2 separate regions of the Mus musculus genome follow, and region 1 is linked to region 2. The links are chromatin contacts, called in public promoter capture Hi-C maps. All regions are on one chromosome and are shown on one strand. The core of a region is the stretch at or near the end of the contact, and the rest is flanking DNA. Distances in the headings are between cores, read along the strand shown. Region 1 holds the start of Erbb3 (erb-b2 receptor tyrosine kinase 3). Region 2 holds the start of Rdh1 (retinol dehydrogenase 1 (all trans)).

What was found. Promoter capture Hi-C pulls out the DNA fragments that hold promoters and counts their contacts.
Region 1: a contact with region 2 is called in a promoter capture Hi-C map of liver, with 2.0 times the contacts expected there. The contact joins the promoter of Erbb3 here to the promoter of Rdh1 in region 2.

The regions. Positions count from the first base shown.
Region 1 is chr10:128,586,432-128,590,946 of GRCm38.p6, forward strand. It overlaps Erbb3 (erb-b2 receptor tyrosine kinase 3), which reads right to left and starts at 3,204. Exons shown (of 28, transcript NM_010153.2): 1 at 2,989-3,204. The coding sequence starts at 3,070.
Region 2 is chr10:127,758,005-127,762,757 of GRCm38.p6, forward strand. It overlaps Rdh1 (retinol dehydrogenase 1 (all trans)), which reads left to right and starts at 1,759. Exons shown (of 4, transcript NM_080436.3): 1 at 1,759-2,246. The coding sequence starts at 1,934.

The DNA.
Region 1 (4,515 bases), core at 1,954-4,453, 830 kb after region 2:
TTTTCCACGCTGGAGTGTCCACTGTGCCTCCTTTGGGCACTGATTTGGCACTGAGGGGTTAATACAGAGGGAAGACATGCTGGACTTTCCCTCTCCCTGGAAAGGACACTCTTTAGGCAGGGAACATTTACCCTCTCCTCCTCAACGGAGGCACTTACTTCTCTGCCCCCATCCTGCCTCTCTCTAGGCCCTGGAATAAACATCTCTTTGGGGCTAGCACACAGCCCCTATTGTGTCTACAGAGGGTGGGATGGGGGCAGAGGGTGGGGGCAGTGCCTGGGGCCACAGTTCAGCCCACAATGAAGCAATTCTATCCAGGAGGAGGGGGCTGCCCCACCCTGCCTCAGACACCCCATCCTTAGCAGCACCCCCCTCTCACCCTGGAGCTTTGGCCTCAGAAAAGTGACCTCACTGGAGGGAGAAACCCTGGTAGTGGGGTGGGGAGGTGGGGTCAATGGGAGCTTTGTCTTTAAAGCTGGATGATAAGGAACTGGTGGCCTCCCCTCTCCTAAACTCTGGTTTCCCTTCTCACTCCCTTCCCCTAAGCCAGCATGCTCCAGCTCCCCCGGCAGCAGGCATCCCTGTGCAGTCCCGAAGTGCTTTTCACCAAACAGAGAGGTCTGGAGAGAAGCAGAACAGAGCCTCCACTCCCAAGCCTTCTTCCCAATTTCACTGCCAGAAGGATTCTTTAAAGAGACTGCTAACATGGCAGTGCTCCCCAATAGACACTCCAGGGGAGAGAGCCCAAAAGAGAGGCCAGTACAGTACATTTCAGTTCTTGGGCTTTCACTTTCCTCCCTGGAGCTCTAAGTATCTTTCCTCTGGCGCAGTAAGAGCACGTGGGGAGGGTGGGGGTAAGGGGTACACCACCAACCACCTGTTCTAACCACCCTTCCCTGAGGCGGGGCAGGAGGCAGAGAGCGAGTCAGAGGCCTCAGCTTCTCCTGTTAGATCTATGTCTGGTCTGACCCCTTCTTCTAGATCCTCTTCCTTATCCTTTCTTCATATGATGGAAGGAGTGGGCCAGTTCCAGCAAGGAGGCATAAACAAGCTAGACTCTCCTAGAGAAATCTGGGAGCTCCAGGGTCCTTGGGGTGAAATAAACGCCTGGGAAGGTTAGTCATTTCTGGAAGTGCCCCACCCCTGTCCCCTTCCTGGCAGGACACCCCTCTTCCAAGTTAAGGTGCCAACCCTTCTCCTCAGATAGGGGAGGAGCTAAGATATCTGCATAGGGAAATGATGTGTACCTGTGCGTGCATGCTGGCACACAAACACGTACACAGTTACTCTGGTGCAGAAATATATATTGTTTGCCCCTGGGGCCCCGAGTTGGGAAGTTTTACAAGTGTCCAGTCCATCCCACCTGCCCACAATGCCTTGCACACTTTGTGTCTTGTGCTTTGCAAGGCCCTACAGGTCTGTCTCGGTTACCTGCCACCCTTAGGGTAAAGTCCACATTTCACAAACAGGGGCAAAGGGCCTGGGTAGGACGGGAGTATAAACAACTACCCAGGAGGAACCAGGCAACTTGGGGCGCACAGGAAGCAGCGAGAACTGCGGGTGGGTGTGGGGTGGACCACACTCACAGAGGAGCAAAGGCTCAAAGTCAGAACCTTTCTCTGTGGAGAGCATTGACTGCGCAGACCAAGAACCTCCAGCCCTCAGAAGCCCCAGCCACACACACAAGGGGACAAAGGGGCTATACAAGGCTTGAGACAGGGCCGGATGCCCAGAGGCTCAGGATGGAGATAAAGGATAGAGAACTAAACATGCCTGCTCCCTGCCTCTTGAGGAGGGTGGTGGGAATCTTGGACTCTTGGGTTCCTGGTTGGTGGGGGCACAGTCAGATGGGACAGTGATCCAGTCACTCCCCTGGCCCCTCCCACTTCAGTCTCCAGACCACCCCCTCCACCAGCTGGGAGTGTTCACATCTCAAGATCCCAGGGGCTAAATTTAGGCCCAGCAACTGTGGGGGAAGCACAGGTGGTTTCTCCCACTCCCACTCTGGGGAAGGGGCAATGAATGTGCCAACCCCAAACTGAGATCTGGGGATCTGGGAAAGGGGAAAGATCAACAGGACTCTAATGATACCAATTCTAGTGCTCTTCAAGTGTCCATAGTCCCAGAGACACGGAACAGGCTCAGATGGCATTGAATGGGGGAAGGGCAGAAGTTGGGTCTAGGAGCCAGTTCACAGAGTAGAATGTTCAGAAGGTGGGAGAGGTGGCCTTAGATTGGAGAGAGAAAGAGGTCTGATTGTCCTTTCTTCCAGAGCTCCAGCTTAGGGTATATAACCTGGAAATAGTATAGTATGTAATAGATGCCCAACATGTTCACTGAATTAACCTGGGTCTTGATAAAGAGAAGTTGGTTAAGTTGGGGACCGGTTTATCTTATGGGAAAGCAGGCAGTCAGCCTCTGTGAGACCTCTCACTGATGTCACCTGGACTTGGCCCTCAGGTTAATCTCAGCCTTCTCAGGACAGCCCCACTCACGGAAGAGGAGGTGCCATTCTTGTTTTTCCAACATTAGAAAACAACAACTTCAAACCCTTGCATAGCCCCGCCCTGTCGGCAAAACAACGAAACTGGGGGTTGTTGAAACCTGGAATGGGGTGGGGGCCAGGGAACCTGAGAGCAAACGGAGACCCTTTCAAGCCAAGGCTCCTTACGTTTACAGAAGGGTCCCTGCCCACCCTCCTCCCAAGACTCTCAAGTGTGAACTACTGTTCGGCACCAACCAGATCAGAATAAAACCAATTAGAGGGTCGGCGACGCCCTGGGAATAAGGGTAGGCATACAGGAATGCAGTCCCTGACCAGCCCACTCCAAGAACTGAGGCACACGGTCCCCTCCTTGGTGGTCCGAGCAGACCCTGTACCGCACCCCCCAGTTCAAAGCGTCAGAACCCAAACTCCTTGCCCAGGGTCTGCGAGCGCTCAGATTGCGCCCCCAGCTTCCAGCCTGCTGGGGCTCCCGCGCGGCTTACCTGCCTGAGAGTTGCCCATCTCGGAACCCCGGGCCAGGCTGAGAAGGAAACCCAGCACCTGCAGAGTCCCAATCGCACTCATGATTACAGTGGAGGGTGAAGGGAGCCCAGCCGAGTCTGGCCCGGGGCCCCCAAGATTAGGAGGACATCCAGGCGACAGCCACCTGAACAGCCAGCGATTAGGTGGCCGCGGCGGCAGCGGAGGTTGCAAACTGCAACCGGAGCCGTAGTCGGAGTCCGGAGCGGGACGGCAGGGGAGGGTGTCTGTCTGGGAGGGAGGGAGGAAGGGAGGGAGGGAGGGAGTGAAGGGGGAAAGGGGTGAGTCACGGCCGCGCCCCCTCCCGTGCGAGGCTGGAGTCCTGATGGTTGTAGCCCGAGACACCCGCCCAAGCGTGCCCCGCCAGCCCACAGCTTGGCCAAGAGGGTCAAGGAGGGGTCTCACTCCAGCAATTTCCCCCGGAGATGGTTAAGAGGAGATCAAGATTCCAAACGTCCCCAGGCGGGGGAAAGGTAGTGAATGCGCGTAGGGAGAGCGCTCCGAAGCCCAGCCCCCAGAAAGCTGGCCTCGCCCATTAACCAAATCACTCAACTCCCCTAGCCGGTTGGATCACTTGAGGGATTTTTTTTTTCTTTCGGAGTGTGAGTATTTCTATTTTTTCGAGTGGGAGGTTGTTTTTCAGCCTAGCGTTCATGCCACCTCAGTTTCCCCGGGACGCAAAGCCCCGTAACTCATGTACCCAGCTCGGGAACCCGAGCCCCGGAGGCTGCGTGAAATCGCACTGTCTCCGGCCGCTTCCTCCTGCAGACCCGGCGCCGGCTCGGCCTCTCGGGGGGATTTGCCTGGGGGGCGGGGGCGGTTTCCAGCCTGGGAACAGACCCCGGAGTCCGCCTTCCCACTTCTGCCCGGGGAGGGGCTCCCGCACCTGTCGCCGTCCCCTCTGCTGCCCCCCACGGCCTCCCGAGAGAACAGCTGTCTCTGAGGGACCGACCGCGCCGTCCGGACGGCCGCGGTTCCCGCCTCTCCTCCGCGGACCCCAAAGGGCACAGCAACGCTCACCCCGGAGGCGACAGCGAAGAGGGGCGCGGGGAAGTCACCGCACATGACCCCCGGGACCCTGGGTTGCTTCGTCCCGGACGGGTCCGACTGGCGCCCCCTGGTGCCCAACTCCTTACATTTCGCATCCCTTACATTGGCATTCCAAGATTTTGCCCTGAGAATTTATGGTCCCCTCCCCCTAGGCTAAGGCTATCAGCTACACTCCTTTCTTCTCTTTTGTTTATTTTTTGGTTTTGAGACAAGGTCTCATATAGTTCATATAGCTCAGGCTGGCCTCGAATATATTATATGGCTGAGACTGTTGGCTTCCACCTCCCAAGTACAGATGTGCGCCACCATATCCGGCTCTCCTGCTACAATTTTTAAAAAAATTTGTTATCATTCCTGTGTGTATGATCGTTCGCGCTATGATATGCGTATGGAAGCTGGAAGACAACTTTGGGGGAGTCGATTATCGCTTTCCACTTTTA
Region 2 (4,753 bases), core at 509-3,008:
CTGAACCCTCTTCGTTCTGCCTCCTGTGGGATGTGGCATCCTGTTCCCCATCCCAGAACTCCCCATGGAAGGTCCTATGGAATCCAAACTGTGACCCTGTCTCATGTCTCCTGAGGGGAAATGCCTTCCTCAATGTCCTGCCAGGATATACATACCACCTTTCCAACTCTTGGAGCCTGGCTGAAGTTCAGGTCCTTGTACAACTGAGGCTTTCTGTTTTTAGAGTGTCTGAGGAATCTGGGTGTGTGTGCAAGAAAGTCCCAGAACAGTAAGGAAGAGGACAATGTTGGCACCCAAGGCTGATGCTGTTGAACAACCAAGCCTTAGTCCATGAGGACCAGTTCCCAGGTGCTATGAAGTCTAAGAAAGGCAGACAGGCCAAGGAGGACTCCAACTGTGTTTTAGCTCTTTCTGTGATAACATGACCAAATGCCTTGCAGAAGCGCCTTAGGGAGGAAGATATATCTTGGCTCACAGTTGCAGGGTACTCAGTCGGCTGGTGTGGGAAGCCGAGGCAGAGCCACTGTTCTTGGTCATTTACAGGAAGTAGAGGGACCGGAATCGAGGGTAGGGGCTATAACCTACAAATGCCCACCACAACTAGTGACCATTTTTCCTTTGCCAGTCTCATCCCCTAAAGATTCCTCAGCTTCTTCAGCCTGCACCAGTGGCCGAGAGACCAGTATTTAAAACAAGAGCTGGGATGGAGACATTCCAAATTCAGGCAGGTCCCTGGTACAGCAACCTATGGCAAAGCTCAACATAGTGCTCGAGGGGTTTGTTAACTTACATTTCCCCGGGAAACTATGCAGGAAAAACTGGCTCATGTTAATCAGAAGCAATCATGGTTCTTAGAGCTCAATATGACTCAGTCATGTCAAGCTAAACCCATACAGTTGGGGAGGGGCTTATACACACCATTCTCTCCTCTGCCAGTAGTTCTGGGGGTTTCCATTCATGGGCACTCCCAGACCCCCTCCCCTTCCTTTCCTGTTTTATATCCTGTGTAGTTCTTTGCCAACTTGACACAAGCTAGAGTTGTCTGGGCAGAGGAACCACACCTGAGAAAATGCTAAAGTCAGATCATCTATAGGGCACTTTCTGGAGATGGGAGGGCCCAGCTCACTGCAGGTGGTTCCACCCATGATGGAATATGCAGGCAGGCTAGGTGAGATACGGAAAGCAAGCCAGTCAAAAGAGTTCTTCCACGGCCTCTGCTTCAGGTTCCGTCATGATAGACCATAAACTGAATTAAACAAACACTTTCACTGCAAGTTGCTTTGGTCATAGTGTTTACCATGTCAATGGGAAGCAAACCAGGACAGTTTATCTTTGAGGTCAGATGCCACATTTGTGACCTTCACTCCCCAGTCCCAGACAAGGCAACTGATACCTTCTTGCCCTCTCTTATGGCATTAGTTTCCTGTGCTCCAGCAAGGAATGACAGTGATTTAGTCTGCCCAAGGAAATGAAATGTTGAGAAATGAATTTTGTTGTAAATTTGTCCAGAGTCCAAGGCTACATTTGCAATAGTGTTCTACCTATGCTCAGATGGGGCCATGGGCACACAGAGCCTGAGCCTGGGCCTTGACGGATGTGGGCCATGAGTCATTAGGCTTAGACGATCTCACACACTTAAGAGGGAAGAAATGAGTGGACCAATTAGAGAGGTGTTTTTTAAGTAGGAGGTGCCCAGGGGCATTTGCTTATCAGCACAGAAAATCAGCTTAAGGACTGGAGAAGTGGAGCAGGATTAAAGGAAAGAAAAGCAAGTTCTAGAGAGAGACAATCAGAGAGGAGCAGATCAGAGAGGAGCAACTGTCATACTTGCCAGAAGTCTGTAGGCTATGCTGCCTGCCACAGTTTTTTGCATTCCTATTACTCTCTGAAAACGGGGCAGGCTCATTTTGTCCTGAAAGCAGCTGTGTAAACCATGTGGCTCTACCTGGTTGCACTGGTGGGCCTGTGGACGCTCCTGCGCTTCTTTAGGGAGAGGCAGGTGGTGAGCCATCTCCAAGACAAGTATGTCTTCATCACGGGCTGTGACTCTGGCTTTGGGAACCTGCTGGCCAGACAGCTGGACAGGAGAGGCATGAGGGTATTGGCTGCATGTCTGACGGAGAAGGGAGCCGAGGAGCTGAGGAACAAGACATCTGACAGGCTGGAGACAGTGATCCTGGATGTCACCAAGACAGAGAGTATTGTGGCAGCCACTCAGTGGGTGAAGGAGCGTGTTGGGAACAGAGGTACCACTGAGATTCCTGTCTGTGTTGCTGGTTTGTCTCCCTGTTTGAAGGGGGCCTCCCCTTTATACTCCCTGGCCAGATCCCTAATGGGGCTTGGGGGCCCTGAAGTAACCCAGTACATCACCTGAGTACTCTCTCTCTTCCCTCTCCAGCCCCTACCTTCTGTCTCCCAAGTGCTCTGGTCTTGGTAAGAAGGTGCCCTGGTGAGGACTTACCCCTTCACATTCCTGTCTCTGCTCTGTCATCTTTTCTATGCAGAAAATCTAGATTGCTGGATGCCGCCTGTCACGTTAGAGCAGGGTACCTTTTGGAGCAGAGGATGGGACTTGGCCCTGGGCTGTGTGTGCAGGACATCTGGAGCCATGCTGGGGTGGATCACTTGAGTCAACAGCATACCTGCTCTTACCTTTCAGCTGTGTCCTCTGTGAAGGGAGACATGATCGTTCCGTGTACAGAGCAGGCCAGAGCAGCTTAAGGACTGACTTGGGGGACTAAATACTAGGAACGGGGTTGCTCTTCTTTGAATATTCTAGTAGTTAGGAAAAAACAAAAAACAAAACGGAGTGGTTTAAAGGAACCTAAGAATAAATAGAAAACATAGTCATTGTTCAAAACACTAGAGAACAGAAGAAATGTTAACTTGTGATCCACAACCTTGTGATCCACCCACCCAGTGGGTAAAAACTAGTAACACTTTGACCTGTATGTGTTAAAGTGAATACATTGTTTTCTCTTTAAAAAGGTGAGGACTTTTTAACCACTTCAATAACGTTTCTTTGAATGACAATATCTAATGAACTAGAAAATCCTAACCTTTAACAATACCCCACTGTTTTAACTTTTGAGTCAGAAACTCCCATTGTTTAGTACATTTATGTTTATGTTTGCTTCTTTTTTTTTTTTTTTTTGTCTCTGTAAGACAGGGTTTCTCTGTGTAGCCCAGGCTGTCCTGGAACTCACTATGTAGACCAGGCTGGCCAAGGTCTACCTGCCTCTGCCTGTGGAATGCAGGGACTAAAAGTAGTGCGCCACTGCTGCTGGGCTTGAGACAGGATCTCTATACAGAGCTGGCCTTGAACTCATGATCTTTCTGTCTCAGCCTCCTTTGCATGGGGATTGCAGGTATGTGTTGCCACCCCCAACTTGTTTCCTACATTTATGGTCATAAGTAGTATTCTTGTAAGCAGTTTTAGTAAACGTGTTTTAGGATTCTAAGAGTAAAGCGTCTTGGTTAAACAGTTTACATCTCTCTCTAGAAGGGCAAGGTATGATTTTTGGACTGATAGGGCACGCGGTTTTTGGACCAATTTTTCTTTTGGTTCTCTTTCTTTCTTCCTTCCTTTCTTTCTTTCTTTCTTTCTTTCTTTCTTTCTTTCTTTCTTTCTTTCTTTCTTTCTTCCTTCCTTCCTTCCTTCCTTCCTTCCTTCCTTCCTTCCTCTCTCTCTCTCTCTTTCTTTTTTTTAAAGATTTTTATTTATATGAGCACACTGTAGCTATCTTCAGACACCCCAGAAGAGGGCATCGGATCTCATTACAGATGGTTGTGAGCCACTGTGTGGTTGTTGCTGGGAACTGAACTCAGGACCTCTGGAAGAGCCCACAGTGCTCTTAAATGCCAAGCCATCTCTCCAGCCTGGACCAATTTTTCAAAGTTAGCAAGCACCACAGTTGCCTTATGTCGCTTAGTTGACCCTGCACGGTGGGTAAAAGTGAAGAGATGCTGTTGAGGGCCACAGCACTTACCAGGTGGCTGCTGGGGATTTGTAGTTTAGTGACTAGACAGACACTCGTCTGTGTCCTGTGGGAGAATGGAGAGAGAGAGAGAGAGAGAGAGAGAGAGAGAGAGAGAGAGAGAGAGAGAGAGAGAGAGAGAGATATGTTTTCTGAGGCAGAGGGTGGGGCTGTGCTGTAGCGTTGCCTGCTCCTTCAGGTTAGCCTTGTATTTTGTAAGCACCTCACAGAAGTTTCTCAGTATCGATGCTGGATGTGTCAAGGTGTGTGGGCCTGAAGACACACCCTCAGGTGGGGGTGCTGTCTACTTTGGTCTTATGCCATTTTTGTTTATTTGGTTGTTTAGAAAAGATCTACCTCCTGGGATTCACAGATTTATGGAGGCCATTGGGCCAGTAGGCTCCTGTCTAGATCTCCCCCGCCACCCCCCAGTTCTAGGATTACAAGCAAGCCACCGTTCTCAGCTTTTAAGGTGGCTTGTGGGCAATAGCTCAGGTCCTTATGCTTGGGAGGCGAGCACTGTGCAGACTGAGGTACAAATCCAGATCTTTACTCTTAGAGGCAGCGGTGTGTGGAACTGCTCAGAGAGCTCTGGAGATAGATAGGACTGAAAGAGTAAGGCTCTCACTCATCTCATCTCTGCAAGGATGGCACCAATCTGCGAAACAGAGTTCCATGGTTTCCACATTAACAAAGGTGACCGTGTCTTCAACATCTGCTCTTAAATTTAGCAAGAAGGGACTACCTGTTGGCTCCTACGAAAGAAGCTGGACCAT